Linked DNA regions of Mus musculus: region 2 is linked to region 1. A link is a contact called in public HiChIP or PLAC-seq data. All regions are on one chromosome and are shown on one strand. Each heading gives the region's core, a stretch centred on a gene start, on an enhancer-like site or on the middle of the called end of the contact. The rest is flanking DNA. Distances are from core to core; before and after follow the strand shown. Region 1 holds the start of Ephb2 (Eph receptor B2). Region 2 holds the start of Camk2n1 (calcium/calmodulin-dependent protein kinase II inhibitor 1).

What was found. HiChIP or PLAC-seq counts read pairs in DNA pulled down with a chosen protein or histone mark.
Region 2: a FOXA1 HiChIP or PLAC-seq map of pancreatic cancer cells shows a contact between it and region 1. The contact joins the promoter of Camk2n1 here to the promoter of Ephb2 in region 1. A contact is called at or near these places in 1 of 39 promoter capture datasets (pre-B cells) and 1 of 115 datasets of contacts at active chromatin or transcription factors (pancreatic cancer cells).

The regions. Positions count from the first base shown.
Region 1 is chr4:136,832,582-136,839,163 of GRCm38.p6, reverse strand. It overlaps Ephb2 (Eph receptor B2), which reads left to right and starts at 3,152. Exons shown (of 16, transcript NM_010142.4): 1 at 3,152-3,394. The coding sequence starts at 3,334. Gm31536 (a long non-coding RNA gene) reads right to left here and starts at 3,229. Exons shown (of 5, transcript XR_881502.3): 1 at 1,278-3,229.
Region 2 is chr4:138,452,569-138,459,128 of GRCm38.p6, reverse strand. Camk2n1 (calcium/calmodulin-dependent protein kinase II inhibitor 1) reads right to left here and starts at 3,981. Exons shown (of 2, transcript NM_025451.2): 1 at 3,778-3,981; 2 at 1-2,411. The coding sequence starts at 3,943. The coding sequence ends at 2,341.

The DNA of each region.
Region 1 (6,582 bases), core at 1,903-4,402:
CTGGGCAGGTAAGACAGTGGGAGACAAGGTATCGACAAGTAGGAAACACCCAGCAGGTCCCGTCCCCACATTTGTTTGGCCTGGCTTTCAGCTGTCATACTCCCTCCTCAGACAGGCTTCTCTGACCCCACCCTCCCCACCCCCAGGGTCACTCAGCGCTCTGTCACCCAGCTTTATTGTCTTCCTGGCCTGGATCATTGTTGATTATTTTGTCCCCCTTTGGGACTCCTGCGGGGTCTTGTCTAACAGGTCCTCAGCTGCATTCCTGCCTCCCCAGTGCCTGGCACGTAGGCAATGCCCAACTCATGTTTGTCAATCAAGTGAGACAGAAAGAGACACAGACAAGTGAGGTCATCAGATTTCTCTCTATGACTGCAGCGATGCACAGCTAACAGTGCTGTGAGTACTTGGGCAAGTACCTTTCCCTCTCTGGATCCCGCTTTCCCCTTCTAGAGGCTGGTGCTGGGGGTGGGAGGCTCCGCTCGTTGAATTATCATGAGCCGACTGGATGGGTGTGAACACTGCTTTGTAAACTGTTAAAGCGTGATTGCAAATGCGGGGAGCTGTTGTCATTAGACAAATGAAGCTTCCAGCCGTCTCTTCCTGTGCAGTGAGGGACCGGGTCTGGATCCAAAGCTCACTCTCCAGCCTCTGCTACACCTGGAGGGGCAGGTTCCCCATTAGGAAACATCTAATATGCTGGGGGTTTGAGAGGCAATATGCAAACTGAAGATAATCAAACTATCCCCAGGCCCCAGCAAGGGAACCCGTGATCATCTTTCCGGAAAATCCTAAGCAAATGGGTGTCAGTCCCGAAGAGGCCAAAGTTAGTGAAGGCACTTAGTAAGGGGTTGATGAGGTGGAATCCTGGTCACAGAGCAGAGAAAGCTGGATAGGGTTTGGCTGGGACAAAGGCGGAGTCGAAGGCAGTTGCCAAGAGAGCAGAGAGGAAGGCCTTGGATGGCTGACAAGACTCAGCCTTTCTATAGGATCTCAAATGGGGAATCATACAACACGGAGGGAGAACGGGATGGGGAAGATACGGGGCTTTGTTTATTGCTACAGTGATTTTTTTTTTTTTTTTTTTTTGCGTTTGGCCAGGTAAAAGTCCAGACTGCTATCAATTAATGATAAGGTTTTCAGTGACTGTGGGAAGTTGGCTAACTGAATAAACGTGTTCTATGGACCTATGCAAGGCCCAAGGGATGAGTGTGGGTGTCAGACACTGCTTGAATCCTAGCTCCGATGCGCTATTTGGCCTTGAGCAGATGACTTACCTGGTCCTCAGTCTCATCACCTGAGATGGCCTGCACCTGCCACCAGAGTTGTGACAATGGAGGAGAGGAAAATCTGGAAACGTGAACAGCCCCGAGCCTCATCCCTGGTACCCGGGTTCTCAAAGGATGCTAAAATCTAGTATTTGTATTTTGAATCAAAAAGGATTTTAAATCAAGAAGGAAGCAATTGCTAGGGGTGGGTGGATGGTGACAAGGGTCCCCAGGGGATAGAAAGAAAGCAGAGCTGAATCCACCCAGGATGTAATAGATGGCCCATAAATGTTTCTGGAAATGGGGAGGGGCCACCTGTATACACCAGGGATGGAGGAGAAAAGGCTCAGAGTCCACCAAATCCTAAGCCCCTTGGTTTGTCTGATGAGGAGAAACAGAGAAAAAAAAAAAAAAGCCAGGGCACCCAATTAACTTCTACCCCAGGCAGGAGTCTGCAGGCAACACGGAGTGGAAGGTGTTGGCAGAGAGGGTGATCTTCCCTGTTGTCTTCTATTCTCCCCGGCTCACTTCTGTTCTGCCTCCTTTGCAACCTTCGAGGCCCACCATTTCCAGGTGGCCTCCCAGGCTGAGGTTCATTTCTGATGGACTCTCAATGCTTCAAAGGGTGCCCCAAATTTCCAAACCTCAGTTGGTGTCTCAGGACAGTCTGTCTGATGGGCCTTGAAGGGAAGACATCTCTGGGACGTTTTGTTAGTTTGTGGGACAAAGGGACTGGAGAGGTCTGCACTGGACTTTTAACAGCTTGTCTCTCTAAAGCATTCTTCCACCCACTGCAATGATCATGGCCAGTGCTGTTGGCTAAGTGTGTTTTCAGGAGCGCGGGTCCCAAAGGCTAGGGGCCCTGCCTGGGTGGTTCCCGCAGGATCCCTCCAGTCCTCCCACCACCGGTCTCAGCAAGCCCGCTAATGATGATGGTGATGAAGGCTGTCAGAGCAGGCTGGGCCCGCAGAAATGGAACAAGGGGTTGTGTCCTCCCCGAAGGGACAGCTATGCACAAAACCGAGCAGCCCAGACAGGTCCATTCCACCGAGGGGTGGAGTAGGGGCTGTCGCTAGGCACCCCCCACCCCCGGGCCTCCTCCACACCCCTGCTCGCAAACTGCACCGGGAACCAGATCAACAGAGGAGAAATACAATGTGCGGCTGGGAAGGTCCGCGGGGAGGGGCCGGTGGGCTCGCGCAAGACAACAAGGCAAGGAGGGAAGGCCCGGGGTCTGCCTGCCAGGGCCCGCCACTCCTGCCAGAGAGAACCCCGGGCCCGCGGGCGAGCGCCAAGGCCCACTCTCCCAGGCAGAGGCCCCAGCCCAACCCTAGAGCCTGGGAAAGCCGCCTGTTTTGTTCCCAGCTCCCCCCTCTTTCCCCCCCTCATTCATTGCAGTTCAGTCCCTTTCGAAGCCGCAGGGACGCGGGTGGCAGGGCTCAGGCAAGGGGGTGGCACTCCCAGTCCTGACAGGTAGGGCCAGTCCCCCGGCTTTGGGCAGCCCCTTCCTCGTTCTCCGCCCCCCCGCCCCGGGTCCCCTCTCTCTGCTCCTGTCAGCCGCGCCAGACGATCTCGGCTTTGCAGCATTCAATAAAAATTGAGAAACATTTGGGCTGAAATCGCTGCTTTATCTGGAGGAGCCACAGCGCCGGGAGAGACCACTGCTGCGCGGGGGGGATTCCGGGGTCCCGGACACCCGGGTGAGTGGGGTCACGATGCTCCAACACGGTTGCTGCCCCATCCGAAGGGACTCAAAAGATTTAGAAGATCATGACTCGGGCGTGGTGCAACCCGTGGGTGCACCGGGCAGAGGCACAGGATTGGCAGTCCAACCCCGGCTCCCCCCACGCCCGCGGCTCAGGTGGGCCGTGCCCAGCGCTGGCGGAGCCCGGGTCCCCGTTCTGCCCGGGCTGGATGGCTCATTCTGCTGGCTGCGCGGCGGCGGCGGCTCGTGTGTGTGTGCGCCGCGCCCCGCCGCTCCCCGCCGGCCCCCCGAGCCCGGGGCGCGCGCTCCAGCCCGGGGGTCCCCGCGGCGCCGCGGCCGGAGGCTCCGGGCAGCGCAGCAATGGCCGTGCGCAGGCTGGGGGCCGCGCTGCTGCTGCTGCCGCTGCTAGCCGCCGTGGAAGGTGAGCGGGGATGGGGGCGGGGAGCGGCCGCCTCGGCCCCGGGTCGCCCCCTCACTCGGCCCCGCGGTCGCAAAGTTTGCCCGGGGGCCGGTGCCGGGCGCAGGTGGCCGCGGGGAGGTGTGGCCGGCGGCCACCGCTGGGAAAGACGCGGGGCCCCGCGGGCGCCCGGGCGAGCGGCGGGCGCTGATTGACTGTGCCAGGAGGAGGCGAAGGGACCATCTTGCCGAGGCTTTGTAGCCAGCCGGGTGAGCGCCGCCCAGGGCTGGGGGGTCTTACCACTGCGCGCCCGCCACCGAGGTCCCCGCATCCCCGCAGAGCCCGGCAATGCCTCGGCACCGAGCTCAGGGGCGCGGGCCCGGCGCGCAGTGGGTGCTGCAAAGTTTGGCAGGGAGCGTTCCGAGGGAGGCACCGCGGCCGCGCCAAGGATTGGGGATCCCTGGCCGCGCCCCCTTGGATGCAGCCTGGGCCACCCGAAGAGCAGGGGCACCCGTGGAGTGGAGCGAAGCGCGCGTGTCCCCCACCCTCGCGTCCGTGCCCGCCCGGTCGCTCGCGGCGTACAATGGGGTCCCCTCCCCAGCAGGACTGAGCGGGGGATGGGGCGATGGGCATCACTCTTGCGCGCCGGGTTCTCCGGGTACCTCCGCGGGCCACCGCCCCGTGGGCGACAGAGCTCAGCGTGGAGTCTGGAGCCCCGAGAACTCTCCAGCTGCCGTCAGAGACCGGACCAGATGCTTTGCCATGTGTTGTTGGCCTTGGCCTGGGTCTCTGGGCCTCTCCCCGAGGCCTCGCGCTGTGGTACCACCCGACCCCCCGGGGGCGGGAGTGGCTGCCAGGTGGTCGCAGCTCGCTGGCTTTGGAGGAAAAGTTGTTAGTGGGGGTCTGGGTGTGTCCACCAGGAATGGCCGGGCTGGAAGGACCAGGCGTGAATCCTAATAATGGTTCTCACGTGTACTGTGCTCTACAGTTTGCCAGTCGCTTCAGTTTATGAAGTACTTTGCTCTCCGTGGTTTACAGCGTGCTGCACGGTTGACAAGGTACTTGAAGCCTTCTTTGCAAAGTGCTTGCCGGCCGACAATCTGTGTTGAATCCTTCAGAAGTCTTCCGGGAAGCCAGATGGGTCGAATTTTTACTGGTTTTTAGCAAATAGGGAAACCGCGGGTTCAGAAAAATCCTGTCTCAGCCCTAGCCATTGGGTGATAAAAATAGGCCCTGAGTCTGAGGTCTTTCAAACAACTGGCTGGGTTTTCTTACCCCTAAAGAAGGTGACCCGTTCTAGGAGTGTGCCACCGAGGGCTTGAGGGGTGAGACACAGAGTGCCCTATTCTTGGGTCACTTTGGGGTGAGGTGTGAAGAAGCCTTGAGGGCTCCAGGCACAGCCACTCCAGGCATGGTGGGGGACCCCGTGCTATAACTTAGTTTCTTTCCCAGTAATGAGCATTTTAGTGACCGCAGTGGGGAGGAGAAGGGGGGGGGTCCTTGGATGGCAGCCATAGTGTTTGGCACCAAGGCAGCTGTCCTCCGGCTCCTGCAGGATTTGGCGGCTGCCTGCGGTTTCCCAGAGTGGGGTGGCCAGGGCACTGAGGGTGCCACGGGCCCTGGGTGTGGAGGGCAGCCGTGGAGCCCGGCTGCTGGCGGGGAGCTCCCTGGGAGCTGGTTGGTGTACCGCGTATTACTCCGGCTTTGGGGAAATGACTCATGTGCTGGCCCGCTATACGTTGGGATGTTTACAGTATTATGGGGAGCTTGGCATAAATATTGCTATTTAGGTTGCAGTCAGTGGGGCTGGAGGGGAAGAAAATTGGCCTCTCTTGTGCGTTTGAGAAGGCCCGAGTGTGTTTTTAATTACCGTGGGGTAGATGGAAGGGCCACGTCTGTCCAGCTCTGGCAAGTGGGTGGTTAGAATCTGGGGGGGCTGTGGCCTGGCTGGGCCCTGGCCCTGGACACAGAGCTGGTTGGCAGCTGATGTCACAAGACGGGATGGTTGCCCGTTTGGGGGCAGGAGTAGGAGAACTCTGGAGAATTTAATTCATCATGATTAGCTCATATTGGACTGAGAGAAGGTATGAGGTGGACCCCAGGGGACTGCTTGTAATTCTCTCGGGACGCTGGGGTAGCTGCCTTCTCTGTAGGAGCCTCAGTTTCCCTAGGTAGGGCCTCTGGCTATTCTCTGTGGATTCCATCTTTATACCAGCCATCCCTAAATCCTTCCTCCAAGCCTCTTTTTTTTCTCCTCTGTCACTTAAGGTGATCACAGTGACTGTCTCACCTGTGTGATCGTAAACATCCTACTGAATAGTGGATGGAGAAATAATCCAACTGTAAGAATTGGGTATGCCTTTGTCCTGGAAAGGAAGAGTAGGTGGTACTGCCTATAGCATATCTGGGGCACATTGGATGCTCCAAGATGCAGCCCCGTCTGTGGGACAGTATGGAGGCCAGAGGCCAGGGAGGACAGCCCTGGCCTCCAGCATCCAGAGCCGTAAGACCACCACTGCCTGCCTTTCTTTCTCTTCTGGCTTGCTCTGTCTCCTAGCCCATCACGGGGCTGCCCTGAGCATTACAGCCTAAGGATTTCCAGCTCTAGCCTGTGGAATGCTTGCGAGGAGATGAGGTGCACGTGTGTATGTGCACGTATGTGTGTGCGTGCGCACGCCGGGGAGTGGTTCCCCCCACCCCCGGCAAGAATGGTGAGCATAATGTCTCGCCCAAACCACAAGACCCCCTCCAGGAAAAGCAAAGTGTTGAACATCTGGAGCTGGGCCCAGGGACACATCTGACAGAGGATGGTGGCCGACTCACTACTAGATGGAATGTAAAGGCAGAGGTCTCTCCCCTTCACAGCCCTTCGTTTGCTTTCCAAATATTGATGGTGCTTCCTTTTTGGCTGGCTGGTGCTGGACCCTGGGGCCTGCAAGGAGACAGGGGACAGGCTGACAGAGAAAATCGTTGGCAAGAGCGAATGTGTGAAGTGTGTCCCCTAGCACTGCCAGGAGGAAGTTGAGGGCCACCTGGGGGTGCAGTTTGGGCTGGAAAAGGGTTGTTTCCTCTTTTATGGCTCTGTGCTGCCGGTTCATTTTTTCACTCCCCACTCTCCCGGCAATGAACTTTCTTAGCCACCTGGTGGTTTTTGGTGGGTTTTTTTTTCACAGATTGGTCTCTTCAGAGTTGAGGCAGTTGACTTTGGGACT
Region 2 (6,560 bases), core at 2,732-5,231, 1.6 Mb before region 1:
GAAGGGGGATAAGACATTTGCCCTCCTTTCCCTGGGGCCCCCTGGAGCTCCTCTTCTGCAGTCCCCCCACCCCACCCCGTGGGGACTCTTACCTGATGTCTGAGTCATACTCAAGCTCCTGTCACTGTGAGCTGTGTTGTGACTCCCTGGCTGACAGCTTTAAAACAAACACATTAAAAGCTCCAGGCAGTGGGGTTTCTACATGCAAAACATCCCAAGGGTTGGGGGAGGGGTAGGAGGCAAGGAGGTGGGGACACAGGACCTCTTCCTTGAGCCAAAACCCCTCCTCCCAAGTCCTCTCCCTACAGAACCTGAACCCCTCATCACTGCCTCCAGTTTAAAGAGAACTGGAGCTACCTCCCCACCCTGCCCAACAGACTTTTCCTAATGGGTGATTAGAGGCAGGTACAGCAGGTGCTTGGAAACTTTTGGGACTTCCCCCCCCCCCCATGCATCCCCAGAGAACAGACTCATCCTCAAGCATGTAACAGTAGGCTCTAGTGGTAGAGACACGTATGTCCATAACTGGGTCTCGGGTTGGATGTTTAGTGGATGCTAGCGGCGGCCCAATGTGGAAGGTTCTGGTGTGCCGAGGATTGATACTCCTCTTCTTGACCCTAAGAGGCAGCAGCTGAGTTCATCGGTCTCTGCAGATCAGGCAGGTGATGTTTACAGAAGTTCCAGTTCCGAGAGTAAGGCAGTCAGAGCTAGAACCTGAACCCAAGTCCAGTCTCCCAGCTTCAGTCTCCACAGGACTGGCGGCCTCCCAACCCAACAGGATGGCCCAAGCAAGCCTCAGGGAATCCAGAAGGAGCCATTTGCAAAATTCAAAGTCCACTGACTCTGCCATTCTTAGGGGATAGCCTGACCCATCCAGCCCACTGGCTGATAACCCCCCAACAACGCACACAAACTGTTTCATCCTACAGGCCAAAGCCACCATCTCTGTATTCCAGTCCCTGAGAAACAAGGCTAACGAAAGAGTAGACACAGGAAGAGTTCTTTATTGTACACTGGAGAAATAGCCCTGTGTGCTGGTTCAAGGTGCAACATACAGAATAGAGAATTAAGAAAAGAAGGAACTGGGAGGGGTGGGGACCTCTTGAGGTCCAAAGTTGCAAACAAATAATTTAAAAGAACAAAAAAAAAAAGGTAAAAGATTCCTCACGCAAGAGGCATTTTTTTGCAAATACCATGCAAAACAGGCAGCTGGCGAGCCTTAAGAGAACCCCTATAAATAACAGAAAAGACTCTCCAAGTGTTCCCACACAGGACTCAGAGCACAGGGGACAAAAGGAAACCAAAATGCCTTTTGGCGGTTCAAGATATTTGGCACTCTTGTGATTACATTTGTTGTTTGTTTTTGTTTTTTTTTTACAGTCCATTAAAGAGAATGGATAAAGTGACACAATATTGAAGAAGAAAGAGGGGTTCACTCAACAGAGCCCCCAGGGAGGCTAGAAAAAGCTCAAGCAAGTTTGTCTTTGTTTTTCTTCTTCTTCTTTCTGACATATAAAACCCACTGTTGGTGTTAACCTGGGCAAAGAGCTGTACTGCAACAAAGAAGCGCAAGCTTTTCAGTTGTCTCTCGAAAACAAGACCAGGAAGGGGCCTTCCCAAAGCATCAGTCCGTAGAAAAGTTACTTTCTGCTTTAAAATGGGGTTCATTCAAAGATGACCCAAGTACAACAGTATCTACAGAGGTCATTCCCCTGCCCCCAATTTTCTTTTGTACATCCAAGAATAAACAACATTAAAAAAAAAAAACTGGACTAGACCGCATGTCACATCCAAGTGCACAGATGAAATTATGTAAACATTGGGAACAGCCAAATCAGCAGAGAAGGCAAGCACCTTCACGTGGTCGGTGCTGCTTTCGGGAAGTGGTTCAAACTCCAGAGCTATAATTGCACAATATTTACCATATATAAAAAGAAACAGGTATTAATCTTGACAAATAGCTGCAACTGAGACTTTTTTCTTTTATATGTGTGTATATAGTGATTTTTATTTTTTTTATTTTATTTTTTTACTTTTTGTGTGTTTTTTTTTAACTTTTGTTTTTGTAGAGGAGCCCAGAGCCACCGCTACCGCTGCTACCACCACCACCACCACCTCCACCACCTCCACCTCCTCCTCTTCCTCCTCCTCCTCCTCTCCACCTCATCTGTCTCCCGGCCTGACTTGAGACACAAGTTGTCGATTTCATCGCAGGTAGCAAGCTATTAATAAATTTCAAAGTGCTTTCTCCCTCCTCCTCCTCCTCGTGCTTTTTGTCAGTAACTGTCACAGCCCGCCACTCTTCTTATTCTTTCCCTCAACACATTGTCTTTGGGGCAGTTAGACACCAGGGGGTGCCTTGTCGGTCATGGTTTTCAGCACGTCATCAATCCTATCATCTTCAATAACAACTGCAAAAAAAAAAAAAAAAAAAGGGGGGGGAGGGGAAGAGAAATGTGAGAGAGCTTGGGCTAGCCAGGGGTCGCAGATACTTTGTCTATCCCCATTATGGAGGTGCAGGGGAGGGCGAGGAAGGAAGGCTGGCTGTTCCAAGCAGGGTGAACAGCCCCATTGCCCTAGGCTCCCTTCCCTGCCTGGTTCTGAACTGCCCCACTGCCTAGCCCTCATCCTAGATGGATTCTAAGAAGGAGCAAGCCAGAGGGAGCCATCCCAGCTCGACTGCAACCCGATGCAACCCTTTACAAAGAAGTCTCCTAGGCTGATTCTTAAGGAGAGAAAGGGAAACTGAGGTCTTCAGATCACTGGTGGCGGTAGCCCAGGCCGGGTTCAAAGATGCCCGGAGCAGGAAGGAAAGCTGGGGTAGGTTCCCACGCCGATCAGCGGCTGCAAAGTTTAGGCCTGGCCTGAACGGGTGTCCCCCTCCCGTTCTCCCTTCCCCGTTCCCCGGTCTGTAGCCTCCGCCCCTCCGCTCTCTGTGCCACCGCAAAGGGCAGAACCTCCCTTCGCTGCCGCCTGGGGCTTTACCTTCAGTTGCCTCTTCCGCCTGCCTCACTGCCTCCACTGGCCTCTCTCAGTCCCTCCACCGGTCCCTGTACTGGATGATCAGATCACCTGTCCAGAACTCTGGGTCTCTACCCGTAGGTCTCCTTGTCTGTCACCCTCATTGTTCCAGCACTTCAGCGTCCTCCCTAGACTTGAGTCCCAGGCTCCCTTACAGCTCCCTCGCTTTAGCTCTCAGCCCACCTCGGTCTCCCGACCATCTCCCCACTTCACCTCGCCACCCCAGTCTTTTCCGGCAGCACCCTGAGTCTCGGTTTCCCTGGGGCTTCTCCAACTCCAATATCTCAGGCTAGACCACCCTTCTCCCCTCTGCCAAGTAACAGTGAAAAGCCAGTGCGACCTGAATGCTCCTCGCCCTTCCCCGCGGGAGTTAAGGTCCTTCCCCTGCAGCGCCCCACGCAGACCCCTAAGAAGCTCCAGGACCCCTTACCCCAGGGTGGCCGAGCAGAGAGAGTGCAGATGCGACTCCACTGCGCAAAAAGGGGGAGGGGTGTGAAACCTAAAAGCAAACTTTGGTGCGGTTGAGGACGCGGGTATAACCTTTGGGCCTCGGCAGCAAGTAGAGGCTACCACGCCCCCGGGTGACCCCGCTGGTGGCCCGGACAAGCGGGGACTCTTGCCCGAGGCCTGATCCAGCTTCCGCCGCAGGAGGGATCCCTAGATCTCGCAGATGGTCCTCCTACTACCGCGGGGACCCCTGAGCCCCAGCCAGGCTGCAGCACCAGCACCGCAGGGGGTAAGGGGCGGGGAACTCACCGCGCTTGCTCCGGCCGATCTGGCCCAGCTTGGGAGGCCGCTTGCTCTGCCCAGCCCCGAAGAAGTTGTTGGTGTCCTGCAGGCGGCACGAGAAGATCTGGCCCACGTCGCCGCCGTCGCCGTAGGGGCTCAGCTTCTCGTCGCCGTAGGGCAGCACCTCCGACATGGTCGCGTCCGGGGGCTCCGAGGCGGCACCTCCTCCGCCCGCGTCCCCGCCCGCGGAGGACAGGGTCAGCGGCGCTGGGGCCGGGGATGGCCGGCCGGGGACGGCCCTCGGGGCTGCCGCGGCGCTGGGGCCGGCGAGAGGCCGGGGAGGGACACCGCTTGGGGCAGGAGCGCGCAGCCCGCGCGAGCGACCCAACGAGCGCCCGCAGCTGAGCTGCGCTGCGCTCGGGCTCCGCGCGCGAGTGGCTGCTGCTCCGGCAGCGGCGGGCAGGACTCACATCCTCGGCGCTCTCGGGCGCGGGGCGGGGGCCGAGCCGGGCGGGGCCGCGACGCGCGGGGAGGAGGGTGTCCCTGCGAGCCCGGAGGGCGCGGGACCGAGGTGGGCGCACCCCGGGGAGCGCGCGGGCCAGTCCTGCCGCGGATGCGGGCGGCGGCAGCGGCGGCGACTCGGGGACTGTGAAGCAGCGAGCGGCCGAGGGGGAGGGGAGCAAAAAGGAGGGAGGGCAGGGGGAGGAAACCCGGAGGGAGGGAGGGAGGGAGGGAAGAAACCGAGAGGGCGACGGGGAGAAAAACAGAAAGACAGAAGAAGGCAAGGGGAGCGGCGGGAGGAGGGAGGGTGAGGAAGGAGGGAGAAAAAGAAAAGGGGGGAGACTAGATTTGGATCGGAGAGGCAGAGCGGAGAAGCGAAAGAGGGAAAAATAGAGGGTCGGAGAAGGAAGGAGGAGAGAGGGGGGACAGAGGGAGGCAGGGACGAAGGAGCAGCCTGCGAGCTGCTAGGGAGAATGCCAGCCCAGGCTGAAAGCGAGGCGCCAGAGGAGGGAGGGAGGAGGGGACCCGTGGGCCTCGGGGAGAGATCCCTGGAAGCTAAGCGACGTCACGGGGCCGCGCCGGACCGCGGCTGGCTTCCTGCCCCCGCCCCCGTTCCCTCCGTCCCGCCTGCGCTGAGGGGCCCCGGTGCGCCCCGCCCCGCCCCGCCCCGCCCCGCACGGCCCGCGCCCCTCCCGCGCGGTGTTTACCCGACCCGGAGCCTGTGCGCGCCGGCTCGGCTGGCTGTGACTCCCGAGGGGAACCCGAAGCAGTGGGAGGGGAGGGGACCGAGGACGCACCGGCCGGGAAGGACGCGGATGCTGACCTCCCTGGAGGCCAGTTACAGAGGTCAAGGATCGGAGCGTACTGGGCCACCCGCGGGCACTCCTCTCCCTTCCCCCACCACACTTGTGCCCCACTTAGACCCTGCCGGGCATTCCTCTATCCCCGTGCCCACTGGATCTGCCAGGAAGGCCTTTTTCTCACTTCTTGTCCCTCTGTGCGGGGGCCCTGGCTCCCCCCGCACCAACCCCGGGGACAAGAAGGAGGGGAGGAGGGGGCAGCCCCGCCTCCCGCGGGATAGGGGAGAGCCTCATTACTCTGGGCTTGCCCGGGATGCCCGGCTCCTAGAGCCCTCTGACTCGCTGGGGACGCCCCGGGCCTGCAGCCCTTTGCCCTCCGGGACCTCTCTTATAACAACAGTCTTAATAAAGCTCTGGAGAGATACTGCAGCCTCAAAACCCGGAGCGTGCTCCTGCACCCTGGGAGGGAGACCCGGGAAGCCCAGGAGGCCTGGCAGGCGCATCTGTCTGCCAGATGGTAACTTCAAGGGGGCAAGGTGCGTGAGGAGTGCTCATTATCCTCGCCTGAGCCTGGAGCACCTGCTCTCCCCAAGGAGACCAGACCTGCTCAGCAGAGCTGGCCTAACCCCAGCGAGGGGTAACCAGTCCAAGGTCAGCAGCCTGCAGGAGAGAGGCAGGGCTAGGAAGCTAATCCTTGTCATTAGGCTCCTAACTCACCTAGCACCCCGCCCCCTCGCCGGAGAGCAGGGGAGGGGGTTGCCATCAGCCAGGGATGACGCAGCCTAGAACCCGTGCCCCCTCCCCCCAATGTTAAAGGGCTGGCTGGTTTCCAGAATCCAGACCTCAGGATGCGAAGACGAAGGGGTGGAGAAATAGATTGTGACAGGTGGAATAAACTTGACTTCTGGGTACAGGCCCGATCTTGAACCCCAACCCTGTGCTTCCCTTGCAGTGACACTTTAGGCAAGGGGTCTATCCTCCCTGAACCCCAGTAGTCTCCCCTGCCCAACTGCCGGTGTGCCCCTCAAGACAGTTAAAGAGGAGAAGGCCCCCGGGGGCGGAGCTGTCAGTGGGTGTGCAGTAGTTGAATAAGAAATGGCTCCCTCTGTGAGAAGGTGCGTCTCTTTAACCATTCCCCCACTTCAGAGCCGCCTGGGCTGGGAAGCCTCCCTAAACATCGCCTAACCCGAGCCTGCAATGCACACATAGGAAACTGGCTCAGAGTCCCATGGCTTGTCAACAGTAGAAGCAGCAGGTCCCCAGATTGTGGATGGTCCCTCCTGAAGCTGCCTGTCTTCATTCATTAAGGCCCCGCTGCGAGTCAGCTGTGAGGTTAGCTCTCAAGTGCTGAGAGAGATGACAAAGGCCCAAGACACAGGGTGGTATAAACTTACAAGCGGCTCTTACATTTGTGCTACGCTTTCTGGGTTTGCCCCAAAGCACTTTTCACATCCATTATTGACCTGGTGTCTCAAATAGAAGAGCCTTCGTAGGTAGGAAGAGGAGAAG